Regions from separate parts of the Gossypium hirsutum genome. Here all the other regions are linked to region 1. The links are chromatin contacts, called in public Hi-C maps. All regions are on one chromosome and are shown on one strand. The core of a region is the stretch at or near the end of the contact, and the rest is flanking DNA. Distances in the headings are between cores, read along the strand shown. Region 1 holds the start of LOC107922337 (transcription initiation factor IIF subunit beta). Region 2 holds the start of LOC107918013 (aldehyde oxidase GLOX1). Region 3 has its middle 130 kb from the start of LOC107918013. Region 4 holds the start of LOC107918002. Region 5 holds the start of LOC107918014.

Evidence for each region. Hi-C and Micro-C count contacts between places; a contact is called where the count stands out from the background.
Region 2: a Hi-C map of leaf shows a contact between it and region 1, with 2.8 times the contacts expected there. The contact joins the promoter of LOC107918013 here to the promoter of LOC107922337 in region 1. A contact is called at or near these places in 2 of 34 Hi-C or Micro-C datasets (both in leaf).
Region 3: a Hi-C map of leaf shows a contact between it and region 1, with 2.2 times the contacts expected there. The contact joins the enhancer-like site here to the promoter of LOC107922337 in region 1. A contact is called at or near these places in 3 of 34 Hi-C or Micro-C datasets (all in leaf).
Region 4: a Hi-C map of leaf shows a contact between it and region 1, with 9 times the contacts expected there. The contact joins the promoter of LOC107918002 here to the promoter of LOC107922337 in region 1. A contact is called at or near these places in 10 of 34 Hi-C or Micro-C datasets (anther, callus, fibers and 3 more).
Region 5: a contact with region 1 is called in a Hi-C map of leaf, with 1.8 times the contacts expected there. The contact joins the promoter of LOC107918014 here to the promoter of LOC107922337 in region 1. A contact is called at or near these places in 4 of 34 Hi-C or Micro-C datasets (all in leaf).

What each region holds. Positions count from the first base shown.
Region 1 is chrA01:23,977,965-23,980,846 of Gossypium_hirsutum_v2.1, forward strand. LOC107922337 (transcription initiation factor IIF subunit beta) reads left to right here and starts at 1,352. Exons shown (of 6, transcript XM_016852332.2): 1 at 1,352-1,906; 2 at 2,171-2,279. The coding sequence starts at 1,712.
Region 2 is chrA01:23,027,077-23,029,958 of Gossypium_hirsutum_v2.1, forward strand. LOC107918013 (aldehyde oxidase GLOX1) reads right to left here and starts at 1,407. Exons shown (of 2, transcript XM_041111670.1): 1 at 1-1,407. The coding sequence starts at 1,272.
Region 3 is chrA01:23,152,370-23,155,251 of Gossypium_hirsutum_v2.1, forward strand. It overlaps the pseudogene LOC107918004. Among protein-coding and RNA genes, the nearest start is that of LOC107918013, 130 kb to the left of the region's middle. Within about 2 kb of position 1,487, at least 6 of the 9 cell types and tissues checked have an H3K27ac peak or open chromatin away from gene starts, as enhancers often do. A contact at or near this core is called in leaf, where this site is marked.
Region 4 is chrA01:23,286,187-23,289,068 of Gossypium_hirsutum_v2.1, forward strand. LOC107918002 reads right to left here and starts at 1,420. Exons shown (of 7, transcript XM_016847479.2): 1 at 860-1,420; 2 at 1-72. The coding sequence starts at 931.
Region 5 is chrA01:24,577,079-24,579,960 of Gossypium_hirsutum_v2.1, forward strand. It overlaps LOC107918014, which reads right to left and starts at 1,384. Exons shown (of 1, transcript XM_016847503.2): 1 at 375-1,384. The coding sequence starts at 1,241. The coding sequence ends at 489.

The sequences.
Region 1 (2,882 bases), core at 102-2,601:
ACTCGTCTTCCAGCCGACTAACTTTTGTTTCATATTGTTGATAAAATACTGAAAAGTAGCCTTCGTGACTCGTCAATGAAAAATGGGGACGCCCAAATACTTCCCAAGATCTTCAGCAGAATTATAGTCCAATCCTCCACTTATCAGATCCTTCATTTGATTAGAAACATTCTTCGTGAAATACATAGTAGTTTTCTCATTGCTCACTCCGTTGCCAGAGAAATTGCAAAACGCTTCCATCACCTGATGCACCACCATCATTCGAATTGGCAAAGATTCATTAAGCACCATTTTATCGTCATCATTTTCTCTATGATCTCGAATCTTAACTTCTTTGTTGCTCTTTCCAGATTCAAAGACAGAGGGGATCCCAAACGCTCAAGGCTCATTTTCTTTTTTGATAGTTGAATTCAATTCACTAATTTTTTTTTAAAGTAGCATTTATGCTAATTTTTTAATACGATGTATTTAATAATCTTGAAAACTTTTGCCCAAAAAAAATTTTCAAAAACTAAAATAAAGAGAATGGATTGTAGCAAACTGTGATTTCAAATTATTTTTATCTCTTTCAAAATAAAAGAATGACAAATTTAATTTTTTTTTCTAATTTTCAGCATTTTCTTCTAAAAAAATTTAAAAGGATAAAGATGATAATCATACAATACTTTTTCTAAAACAAATACGATATAAGTAAAACACATGTTAATTTTTTAATTAGTTTGTAAAATTAAAATATTTTCATGTCGGGATGAATTGAGAAAAAATTCGAATATGATAGGTTGTAATATGATCCGATGCCTCATCCATCCTTGAAATATTTATAAAAAAATCCTTAATATATAAATATAATATATATCTCCGTACATATAAAATTATAATTTATTATTGTTAAACTTAAGTAGAATATTCTTAGCTTTAAGTTCTATGACGATTTCAAAACCATGTGGATGAGAAATTTCATTAGTTCCCATTTTTTTCTATAGACAAATTATAAGTCGTAACTCTAGTACATTTTTATACTTTTTAAATCTAAATTTATTTGATAAAAAATTTCTATTTTTGATGATTAGAAAATGTAATGTGTTTATTAATTTTTATCTAGGACCATATAAATTAAACATCTCAATTAAGTTTTAAGTTTAAACTTAAAAAATTAATCTTATTTATTCTAAAATAAAAATAAAACATTTTTTTTATTTATTTCAAAAATAAAACAATTAAATTTAATTTAATTCGGATGTTTCTTATTAAATTTCTAAGTTTGGGAGGGATTAGTTAAACTTAAAAAGGAGTTTTTCCTCATCCCAATTCTCAGATTTTATTTAAAATTTTATTACTTAAATCTGATGTTGAATAAAAAAATTGAAAAATAGTGGACTCGATTCAATCTGAGCTGTCCTGCCCATGAGATCCGGACAGGCTTCAACCTCAGCTAAATTTTCTCTCTATTTTTGATACCATTAGGCCCATTACTAGCTTTACGACAAATCCGGTTCCCTAAATTCGTTCCGTGCGGTTCGTCAGGGTCCAATTCATTCCTCAACTCGTAAATTTAATACCGTGAATGAACAAAAACAATTGCTGTCAGTCTTCTGGCAGCAAAAAGTAGAAGAAACTGACCAAGGAAATTTCCAGGCTCTGCCAAATCTGCCTTGCTGGTAAACGTGAAATAAGAGGAATTTTGATCAGTTCGCAGAGGAAGAGCTTGAAGATGGACGAAGATCACAGTAATAGCGGCTTTTTGGAGACTGGAAAAGCTGATAGATCGGTTTGGTTAATGAAGTGTCCGGTCGTTGTGGCCAAACCATGGAAGAGTCAGACCGCTTCTTCTTCCGATTCACAGCCTGTCGCCAAGGTTGTCCTCTCTCTCGACCCTCGCAAACCCGATGACCCTTCTTCTATGCAGGTACTCTAACCCTAAACACTTGAAGATGATAGTTTTTTAACCCTGAATTCGCAACTTGGAACTCTTAATTACAAGTTTTAGATAATACCCCTTTTTTATTAATGGTGAATTGGCTCTTTAATTGTGGTAAAAGAGGTTTCTTGGTTATTGATTCTATAATCTACCAAGTAAAAGATTTGAATGACATTCTTGTTATACGTTTTAAGTTGTATTATTAGTTCTGTTGTTTTCTTATTTCTCACGAGTTTATCAGTTGATGATCAGTTTACTATGGAGATGGCTGGATCTGAGATTGGAAATATGCCAAAGAGTTACGCCTTGAATATGTTTAAAGACTTTGTTCCTATGTCCGTTTTCTCTGAAACAACTCAGGGTAAGAATTATGGTTCCTTTTTTCTTTTGCTTCTCAAGTATTCATTTGTGTGTTATCTAATTCAATCCCTTTTTGTTGTCACTTTGTACGGTAACTTGAAGTAACAATTTACCTCAAAATGTGGTTTTCTTATAAAAACTACACTGGGAGTGTTTCTTACTTTCATGATTTAGTGAATATTTTCTTAGATACATGGTGCACTTGTTGCTGTATAGCATTGAGGGTTTAATCAGAATAATGTGCATATTAGGAATTGGTATGCTGTCCACAAGTTAATTGTGAGTGTTCTTTTTATTCGTAAAAAGATTATGAGGGGAGACTATGTATACCTTTAAATGCATATTTAGTATATTTTTGGAGTTCTTTAGTGAGCATATTGAATGTGTGTTGTGAAGAGCATTTGATTGGTTTAAGGCGGAGCCTGTTCAAGGACTGCAACTCTTTCTAAATGGATGGTGCCAATTAGTCTATTTTTTATGGATGCTTAGTAGCTGTTATGTAGGACTCTTAGGAGAAATTTTTAGGTAGGGCTCTTGGAATAAAAGAAGTTGTTTTAAGACTCTTAGAATAAAATTTGTGTTTGGTAGGACTTTATTTAGCTTG
Region 2 (2,882 bases), core at 157-2,656, 950 kb before region 1:
CTCCAGGCTTAGTTCAGTAGGGTAAAGGACTCCCGTAAAGTTGTAATACGCATGAGGATTGCTTCCACCCACTAAAACTCTTCCATCACGAAGTAATACTGCTGTGGAATGGTACATCCGAGGGATCTTTGTTGGGTTTAGTATCTTGAATCGTGACTCGATTTCATTATCAGGCATGTATAACACTGGATTTAAGACCGGGTCCCTTCCTAAGTCCCATCCTGCTGACCCGGAACGTGCTCCGTTGATGACCAAAACTTTGCCGTTTGGAAGCAATACCATGTCACCCATGACTCTAGCTAAAGGCATAGTTTCCAAGACCCATTTTGGTTTCGGGTCGGTTATTGAGATCCTGGCGCAAGTGTTCAAGGCTTTAACGAACTTACCTTGTAATGCTTGGACAAATGATCCTTTTGGAGCACCGCCACAAACTAAAACTTCAGCTTGAATAGTGGCGGCTGTCAAGTTCTTCAATGGTAGCAATACAGCCGAACCTGTGCTTGGATAGCTTCTTGGCTCCCCACCTGGTATTTTGGGGTAAGTTTTCACCACCTTGTTGTTCACATAATCAAGCAAAATAGCTCGATTGTTGGCGAAAATGAACAGGTTTCCATCGACATTGAGAAAAACAAAAGGGTAGAGATTGTTCTCTACTCCTCGTTCATTGGTTTCCGACAGGAAATGCAACTTGAACGTGTCGGCGGCTATGTTTTTAGGAACAAACTCGTAATTAAATTGTTCTCGGCCGCCGACAACAATTTGTCTTCCATCTGGCAAGACATGATTGGTAGCATACCATCTTTTGGCCGCCAATCCATTTGGTGTTTCGTGCCAGTCGCAGCTTTCGCATGGGCTGAAAACCCTGACCCGAAGTTCTCCGTCGCTGAAACCACCGGTTTGGACCAATTTACCGTCAGGCATGACGGCGCCTGAAGAACACCAAACGTTGCTTTGGACAGTAAGAGCCCTGAACTTGTTGCTCAAAACATCATACTCAACTGAATGCGCCGTACAATCTACTTGGACAGCAGTGTTGGTTGGGTCATTGTGGCATTTCCCACTTGCCAATGGCAGAGTGGATGGGCCGAAATCAGTCCTATCATACATAACAACACGGTCATTTTTAAGGAGTTGCATGTGCATGGATGAGATGCCAATGCTTTTTTGTAGCAGCTGCCACCGGCCGTCGGCAGCAGTGGGGAGGATAAGGGGATGTGAGGCAAAGAGTAGAAGTGAGAAAAGAAATGTACAAAGGGTTGACATTTCTGCCATATGTTTAGCAGATGATATTATGGCTGCTTGTCAGCTTTGGGAACTCTTTTATAAAGGACTTGGTGAGAGAAGCAATGAAGGCTTTGAGATTTGAGACTCCCACACCATGTGGTCTTGCGTGGGATGCTTGTAGTGGTTTGTCTTTATGAAAACGATGGTTTAGTTTCTGGTTTCAAAATTAGGATATGAATGTTCCAAGTTTTTTTTTTTTTTAAAATGAGATTGTTTGAATGATTAGCAAATCGATAATATAATTTTAGAATTGGTAACTAAATTGACTTTGGTATTTATATTCTCTTTTCTTCTTCATTTCGTCTATTCAGTGATTGGTCAATAGGATTTATACTTGGAATTATCATTTAACTTAAAGCTAGGTTAATCGAGTTAATTGGTCCAAATGGTTATCGTTTTCCTTTTGTTGTTTATTTTGCCTTAAAAAAAAGTTTATAATTAGATTTTTTTAGGTTGGTATATGAACTTAATATTTTTTAATTTGGTATTTAAATTTGTTTCAGGTCTAATTTGATATCTAAATTTTTTTATGTTCAATTTAATACCTAAATTTATTAAATGTTATATAAATTACGTAAAATACTAATAGTGTTAAAATTTTTTTTGACTATGCTATAAAAATATTGTCAGTATTAGAGTAAATTCATGTTAAAAAATAGATATTGAGCTATGCTTAATGAATTAATATTAAATAAAAAAATTTTAAAACCACAAATTGAAAGGAATTCATTATTTTCAATTAATAAAATAAATAAAACTAAAAGTAATTGAACATAAAAAATACAAAAAAATATCATATTATCTGTCATATATCGGAAATATATTGATTATTTTTGTTACCACATAAAAAAATATTTTTAGTATATTGGAGTAATTTGTAAAACATTTGACAAATACCAAATCGAAAAAAATAGAATAAATGCCAAATTAGAAAAAGGAGTCAAGTTCATGTACCAAATTAAACCCCCAAAAAATTAAGTACCAACTAAAAAAAAGTATTAAGTTTATGTACTAAATTAAAAAAAATCGAATTCAAATACCAAATGTATATTAAGTGATTCTTTTATATAAAATATTTGATAAACTTTTGAATTAATCTTAAAGTAATCCTTGGGTTAACAATTCCTTCATTCCGATCTTAAATTAAATAATTATAGATATTTTCTGTACGTTGCTTTTGTCCAAATCGTATCATTTGTAGACTTCCAATGGAAAACATGAAAAAGCAATGCTTCTTTGTTTTAAATTCGAAAAACATCAAAATAAAATTGGAACAATTTTAAGTATCAGAAACATTTTTAATAGAATGTCTTAAATTTCAATATAAAATATTTTAGAGATAATATTTAATATACCATTAATAAATCATATTAAATTATTTTATCAATAATAATCCAATGAAATTTATACATCAACAATATATCAAATTTGAATCTCACTCCCTTAAAAACAATCAATCGATATTCTACTAACTAAATTCTTGTTTAAGCATACGCTGGACCGGTAAAGTTATAAATTTTGCCGATTCCATCCACCAATTATGAGCTGTGACAGTGGTCCGAGCAGTGGCTATAGTTTGGGTTGGAGTCTACATCATG
Region 3 (2,882 bases), core at 237-2,736, 830 kb before region 1:
CAAAATTCAAGACTGTTGGTGAGAAGACTACATTGAGGCAGGATTTAGGAAGTGCTATTCAAATTAGGGCTTTCCAGAGAATTACAAGATTGAGCCGTTGCAATGTAGATCTTTTGAAGAAGGAAATGAATGAAATTGATGTACCAGTCTCCTACTCTGGTGGCGGAGGTCCTCAGAAATCCATTCGTAAGCCTAATTTGGAAGGAATTCTACGCAGATTACTTCGTTTTCTAAAACCTGAAACCTTTCAAGGAGCTGTCAAAGCTATAAACGAGAGTATCCTCTCTGTCTTGGATGAAACAGGATCAGGCAGGGTGGACTTGGGCATTTTTTATGCTGTTCTTGCTCCCATTTGTAATGGACCTCCAAATAAACGAAAAAGGATTGCCTTTGATGCACTCTTATGGCGGCCAGTAAATGAGGGTAGTTCTCAGATTAGAAAGGTGGATGCTGTACAGTACATCAAATTGTTGAGGGCTATTTATGTTCCTTCTCATGGAATTAGTGAAATCCTGGAAGTTCATGGAGAAACAGATTCCTCAATGGTATCTTTCAATGAATTTCTTACCATGTTCGATGATCCTGATTGGGGATTTGGTATCATGTCCACTCTGTTGAAGTTAGAAAATGGAGATAGGAACCGTCATGGGCGCCGGGTTTGTGCAGTTTGCCGTTACCCAGTTATTGGTTCTCGCTTTAGGGAAGTGAAGTCTCATTTTAGTCTATGTAATCAATGCTACAGTGAGGGCAAAGTTCCCCCTAGCTTTAAACAGGATGAATATAAATTCAAAGAGTATGGAAGTGAAGCTGAAGCGATGAAAGATAAGTGCATGTACTTTACTTTGCAATCCTACAAATCTCCGTTACTAGTTGGTTTATAGTCATTTTACTCAGCATGTACCATTCCATTGTGTTATTTTAGTCATCTAGTGTGCATTGTGCAATATATAGTTTCATCCAAATGTGTTCAGTGGGCATCTTGCTCATGTACAATAAACCGTTTTCAAGCGCCCGGATTCTTAACAGTTGCTGTAGAGATCATTTTTTAACTGTTCAATGTATCATCATCTTCTGCTTTGTTTATGGTAATGTTGAATTTGTTTGGAGATATTCATTGTTAAATGAAGAAAGATGTTAGCTTATTCTTTGGGGTTGGGGGTGTTCTAAGAGTTTGATTCGTGTTCGTAGGCATACCATGGGATTTCAATATCTTGGTTTGTTTTACTTGGTCTGCTTAGTGACCAGGATAGTGGGGAGTCTCCAGGTTGTGAAAGTTGGGACCATGTGACTTGGCACCATCATTAGCTGGGACTTGCTGGATTACAGGTAACATGGTTGGTTGACTGACTTTATCTAAATTTACCCCAAATTTCCTCCCTTCCATTTCAATTAATCTTTGATCAGGGATCTGGAAATGATCAATCAAATACTGAGTGGGTCTTAATTGGATGGATAATGAGGTGAAATACTGAGGTCTGTATGACTGAATACGAGGTCAAACCAACCACGAAAATAATAATAGCCTTTTTGTTTGTTTCAGTCTGGGCATCCAAATGCATAATTCCAAAAACTGAATGCTTGGTTCCAGCTTTTTATCATGACGATCTCCACTAAGGAAATTTGTCACAAAGCACACAGATGGAAAGCCTTTGTACATTAAAACAGTCACATTGCACACATCAATAAGACAAAGTCATTAATATTTTATTTATTTCTATCCAAAACGTGTCTCAATGATCTCTTATAAAGCATATAACATGATTATATGAATAATTCTAAAATTTAATTATCAATATATCAAATTTTTTTATATGAACTAGAATTCATCGCACTTTGTGGATTAAAAAATATTTTTTAAAATAAGTTATATTTTTTTTAAAAAAATAAAGTAATAGTTTTTAAGTAAATAATTATTTTTAATACTATAATTTATTAAGATTCAAAAGGTTTAAATTTATCTATGCACATTCACGTTCAAAATATATAATTTAGAAAAAAAAAGAAGAAGAAGGAAGTTACGAAGAGTGAATAGCGTTTCAAATCAAAATTTAAAATTAAAGTATATAAAAATACCTTATTAAATTATTATTTAGGGGTTAATATATATAGTTGGACTTGAATTTGGCAATTAATTTTTGGTATCTAAATTTTTAGACTTAATTGGTATCTACATTTGAAAATTATAAATTAACTTGATACTTTTTTTTAGGTACATGATTAACACTATTAAAATATAATCACTCACCACCAATGTCATGGTGACATGTGGTAGTCTCGTATTTAAATATATATTTTTAATTTTTGCCACATGTCAAAATATGATATTGTCATATGGCATATGCTATTGGTAGTTAATGTCATATTTTAATGCTGTTCGTTAGGTACCTAAAAAATGTATCAAGTTAGTTTACGATTTTCAAGTTTAGATATCAAGTAAGTATAAGTTGCCAATTCAGGTACCTCCGAATATATTAATCCTATTATTTAAGGTAAATTATACTAGTAATCACTCAATTATTAGTCTTTTTTTTGTCACCTAACTATGAAAAGTTAAAAAATGATCACCCAACTTTTCGATTTTTTTTCTTTTTTAGTCACCAATCGTTAAATGGCTAATAAAAGTTAATGCAGTAGCTTTAGAAAATTGATATAATAATAACTTTAACTCTCAACATTTATCCACTGTGTCAATTTAATCTTAATTCTAAAAAATCAAACTCTCAATGTTTACACATGTAATTTGATCATTTTGTAGTTTTGCTTTTCTTTGTGACCCTTTTCGACATTATCCTTGCGTTTGATTCAATGAGCAACAAGAAACAAAACAACTCAAATTTTGAAAAAAAGGTGAAGCTAATTCAATTGCTTGAAAAAAAAATACC
Region 4 (2,882 bases), core at 170-2,669, 690 kb before region 1:
CAGTTCTCTAACCGAGAATTTCCTAGAGAACTGCACTGCACCCTTAGCAAGAGATTCCAAAGAAGCACCAGCCTGCAAAAGGATACAAAGAAATAGACTGAAACAGGGTTCAATAAAGTAGAGACACAATTCATAGGACGATAAGAAAAACAAAACAAGGTGATAATGTCATGCTAAATGCACAATTTGGATCCTTTTTCCTGTTGATGTTCATGCACTCTTTGCAAATAAGGGCACTACCAGACCAACCATAGTAATGTCATTTCATGTTTTAGAAAAACTATTTGCATCCATGAATAGAAACACTTTGGCACAGCGCAAACCATGTTTATTAGTAATATTTCTACATCGCATTCTCACAAGCAATCTATCTACTGACAAATTTTGGCATTATGCAATAGTATTCCTCTGAAACAACAACAACAACAGGAGGATAATCTTATGAATATCCTAACTGTATAAACATAATGCAAGAATCGTATAATTTTTTTTTAATACAGCCAACTTATATTGCAATGAATCCACGCTTTAACACAATAAACCCAGAATTTGAAGACTAGAACAGGACCAGTGCCATACATCCAAAAGACTAAGACGGACGCGTAAATAAGCTCTGCAACTCTAATAAATAAAACAATGAAATAGAAGGGGCGAGAAATTTAAAAGAAAAAAAAAGGCATTATTTTCTAGCTACTAGAAAAACAAAGAAGACTTCAAGCTGACAGCAAATACGAACAGAAGAAAAGTCGAATTGAGACCACAAGTAAAACCAATTCCTGAAACAAGTATGAAAAAGACCCAATCTTTATTTTATTCATTTTCTTAAAAACCAATGAAGGAGAAAAGAAAAGGCAAGTACCTCAATAGCGTTCTTCAAAAGAAGGTCATCTTCAGGTATCCAAGTGGAAAGGACTGGAGCCAAAGCCCCCATCTATTTTGGAGCACAACCAAGCAAGAAGGAGCCGCCTTTCAACCCCTCCCCCCTTTTATTTATATTCGTTTTACAACTTTGTCTTCCCACGATTTCTGTCTGGCGAAGCGTCGCTTTGGGTCTCTCCAACTGTATAAAACATGAAAACGAAAAACAAAAGTACAAAAAAGAGTGTGTGGGAGGGAATTTTAAGAGGAAACCTAGAACTAAAAACTGAAAGCAGGGGGATGGTGGGGTTTTACTGTCGAAAATGGGGACAAATTAGATTTGATGATTTCACGGATTTTCAATCAAATCGGAGTGTGGTAATGCCAACCAAAAGTTAACTACAAATAAAAGCTCCCCTGTTTCTTTCTTTTGGGGGTAGAACTTGGCTTCTTTACCTTCACTAACCCTTTCTCTCGCTATCTCACGGTAATTCTTCAGGTGACTGCACCCGTATTGGCTGTTGGTTGCGGCGCCGCGTAATTGGTTTTGACCGTTGACTAAAGCGTCTATCACATACCTTCAAAGTGGTATTGATTTGATTACGGTAAATTTTAGGTTTTTTTTTTTAAATTTATTTTAGATTTAACTTAGTTTTAGGGCATACATCGTTTTTAACTATAACAGTAAATTACATTGATTGAAATTACTTCATTTATATTTGATATGAAAGTGTATATATATTGATAATCAATAATAATGATTTATCGTTTTAGGTGTAATCTGATTTCGAGTCGTACTAGTTATATTATTATTAGAATTTTGATTCTTCTTTTATAATTCACCAAAAATAAAAAAATCTTGAGATTAAGTTAAGAGAGTTATTGTCGCGGGACAAGGCGAAAAAGATTAGATCAAGATACAATCAAATATCTGTGACTACTCTCTCGCCCCTTTTTTTTAGAATTAGATAAAATAAATAAGGAAGGTAGAACGAAAACAGTGCATTCAACCTCATCGAAACTCGGGTTCAAGCTTCAATTAAATTACGAGTAGAGCGAAAAGAGAAATGTCTAGTAAAATTTTTAAAGTTTAATGAGAATTTTTTTAAAAAAATTTGGGGTCTAATTAATTTTTATGAGATTAATGTGAATTTTTTAAAAAAATTAAAGTAACATATTTAAAACTTAAAAAAAACTAAAAAAAATATAATGAGAATTTTAAAAAAATTGAGGCGGTCTAATTGAATTTTTCCAAAAACTTCAAGGAAAAATGAAATTTTTCAAAAATTTTGAGAGACTCTAATTAAAATATTTTTTTTATTTGAAGGAAAGTGATAGCGTATGATATATAGAGGTGGCTAACTAAAAATTGAAGGATTTTTTATATTGTTAAAATTTTGTAATTAATTTGAATTTAATTTCTAGTTTAAATTTGATTTTAAAATTTTTTTATTTAGTGATAATATTTTAGAAAAATTTAACTAAATTTTAGTACTAGAATTGCGTATATACCTAGTTGCTCTAGTCAATTAAACAGACACTTGACCTTTGGCATTCAATAAATTCTTTATGTTTTTTTTCCTTCCTATGTCTCTGCGTCTTCTATTCAGCTGTTTCATTTTTTTTCTTTTACTTTCAACATTTATTGGTTTAATTGCCTTCTAAGCGCCCTTCCCTTTCCACCTTCCACAATTCCATTTAAACCATTTATTTTTAAGTATGATTATTTCCATAATTAACTAAACCCCTATTTAGCTTTAGTCTAGAAATTGCTCCAACAAAACAATCGTGAGATATGAACCCGCTCAAAAAAAGATCTCAACGCAGTATTTTCTATCTCATGGTATATAGGATAGTACAAATTTGTCCCTTAAAGTTGATTCAACTTCGATTCAAAGTGTACGTTGGGTTGGATTTGTTTGGCGTATAGTTGGGAAGTCGAATCAGCCGTGTTATGTTCAAATTCCAGCAAAAAATTGACGTGTCTAGGTGGAAAAAGTCAGTTGGATTATGTCAAGGGAGAT
Region 5 (2,882 bases), core at 134-2,633, 600 kb after region 1:
TGGATACTAAAACCGGATTTAACATGTCAATTCAAGGGATTATGAAGAATAAATTTGTGGTTGTGGGGGCTTCCTCTGGATTTAACATGTCATATTCAATATACATTTATTTAGAATATTATTACTCCATTTTCATTTGAGATTTTCATGATTTCATAGTGTTCTTCCACTCCATGTTGGTATTAGTTAGAACGTAGTAAAAAAGAAAGAAACAGTCAAGCACGAGTTTAGAAGAATGAAAAAAGGAAGTTGGACTCCATGGAAATGATATAGTTGACTGAAATTCTATTGCAAATCTATCATGAACAATGAAAGCAACTTGTATGAATATGAATTCTCAATTATATGGGATTTAAAAATTGAACAAAGATGAGTTTTTATTTTTCCCAGAAAACCTGGGAAATATTATTCACTGTACAACTCAACAAGATTACAATCCCGAAACCTAATAATTCCCATCACTAATTTTTTGTGTAATTGATCCCCCGCTAATTCTTAACCACAATAGACATGCATTTTGTATAATGCGCAATGTTTTCTTGCATTAGGGCTTTCCTTCTTTCAGCAATGAAACTATCTACTTTTAACTGAAACTCTTCATTGCTAATCTCATGTATCGCTTCCCTTGCCGATTCTGCACTACAAACAACTAGTTCTCTGCCCGTTATTGCCGTCTCCGATCTTCTATACACCCGGCGGGGACGCCGTTTTCCAGATTCTGACACCACTGATCGTGTTCGTCGGTACTCTTTTTGCTTCACTTTATCAGTTGAAGTTATTGCAGGCTTCGTCTTCGTCGACCAAGGTTGTTGTTTAATTTGTGAAAGCGGGCGTTTTGTCTCTGCAACATCAACCGCATTTTCCACCACGACGATTTGTTTGTCGAGCACGGTCGCCTCCGCGGGTATTATACTCCGGTGAGAGCACACGTACTCATCGTAGATACCGGAGCTGGTAGATTGTTTCTGGGTAGACAGAATATAAACAACAAGGATGATGATGTTCATAAGGATGAAAATGAAGAAAAGGTCATTAAGAGTGTTGATGTAACGTTGGCTAAGATCTCCGGCAACCTCGATGATGTGGGGAATCAAAGGGGGGAACCAAGACCATGATATCAAAAACAAAACCAACAAAAACCCCATATAGCGAAGACCCAACCTTAGCTTCCTCTCCATGTTGTATCTCCGCAAAGCATCTTCTTTCTCTGCTTTAACGTTGTCAAGTTCGAAGGAATCCATGTTTGTTTAACAAGAAAATGAGGGGGGGGGGAATGGGGGAGAAGGTTTAAGGTTGCTTTCTAGAGGGGTTATTATTAAACAAAGAAACAGAGTTGGATGGAATCTGCTGGTACTTAATAATACAGGGCTTTGGAAACTTTATGATTTCAAATGGATTGGATGGGATTTATATATATACACGTTGAGTAATAGAGAGGCGGGGTATACTCGACACTAGTAAACTCCTTAAAAAACAAAGCATGGACCCACTTTTTAATATTATTAATGTATTAATTAACTAAACATGAAAATATTTCAATTTTGCTTCTCGGATAACTCTAACTCCACTGCATCATGACCAAGCCGTATTAAAAGTTTTCTCGAGAGCACATCCGGTAAAAAATATCGTTGAGGTTGTTTTATAGTGTTTTAAAAGTTTTTTATTAAAAGTTAATTTATATTTTATTTTCTTTACTTAAAAATTGAGCAATGTTTGGTGTATCACGTGTATTTCATGCTAACGTATAAAGATTAGTTTTTAATAATAGAAATAGATGAAATTTTTAACAAAATAATTAGTTTACTCTTTAATTTAATATACAAGGATTAATTTGTTTATTTTTTTGAGTAAATGAATTAAAATACAATCTAAATTATAATATAAAACCTCTATGATACTTTTACAAATATTAAAAGACAAAGTGAACGAGCTAAAGTGAATTATGTGAGTTTGGGTCCATTCTATTATTTTTTTCATTAATATCTAATAAATGTTTAATCACTATTCACAATATGAGTTTTACACATTTGAATGATAATGATATTTATATTAGATATTAATAAATAAAAAATAATATTCTATCTTAATCCGAATTATGTTAAGGTTTCTCGCACACTTACAAGATAGCCAGTGAAAGAAATGGAAATGGGTCCAAACAGGCAGACCCACGAGTCGGGGGGAGGTGAGATAGGTTAGGTGGTGCCACGCCGGAGGAAATACCATGGAAGGGCTCGAACGGGTCCCATGGTGGCACCAATATCCTAAGCTCTCGCATTCTTTACAAAAAGTAAAATGTGGGTCCATGCGTTGCTACATTTTCAATTACTTCTTTTAAATTGTGAAATTAATAGATTCATCATGCATTTCCTTATGGAGCATGAAACTTCCTAATATGTTCCCATTGGGATTAGTTGACATTTTGCAACACATTATCCAAGTTTTTCTTCTTTACCAGCTTACTTAGGTTTAGTTTGATTTTTCCTTAACAAATTTTGGAATGCATTACTTAGATTATTGTGTTAGAGAATATTTTTAATATGTCTATTAATTAGTTTTTGTTTGTGAATATCGAATTAAGAAAATCAATAAAGTTGAAATGATTACATGATTTATATAGATATTTTTATGTTTATTTAAACTTAAAAAATAATGTTATTAGGTGTGGTGTGGATAAAATTAAGATTTAAATTAAACTAATTTTTTTAAAGGAAGAGTTCAAACTAAGTTATTACTATGTTAAACCCCCACCCAACAGACCCTAGTAGTATAATGGGGTGGTTTGTCCTATTGATAAGCACCATTGAATTTTAGATAAGGGAGAAGAAGAATCTCATTACCTTAAAAGTGAGATCTTGAACGCATCAAATGATAAACTCTAAACA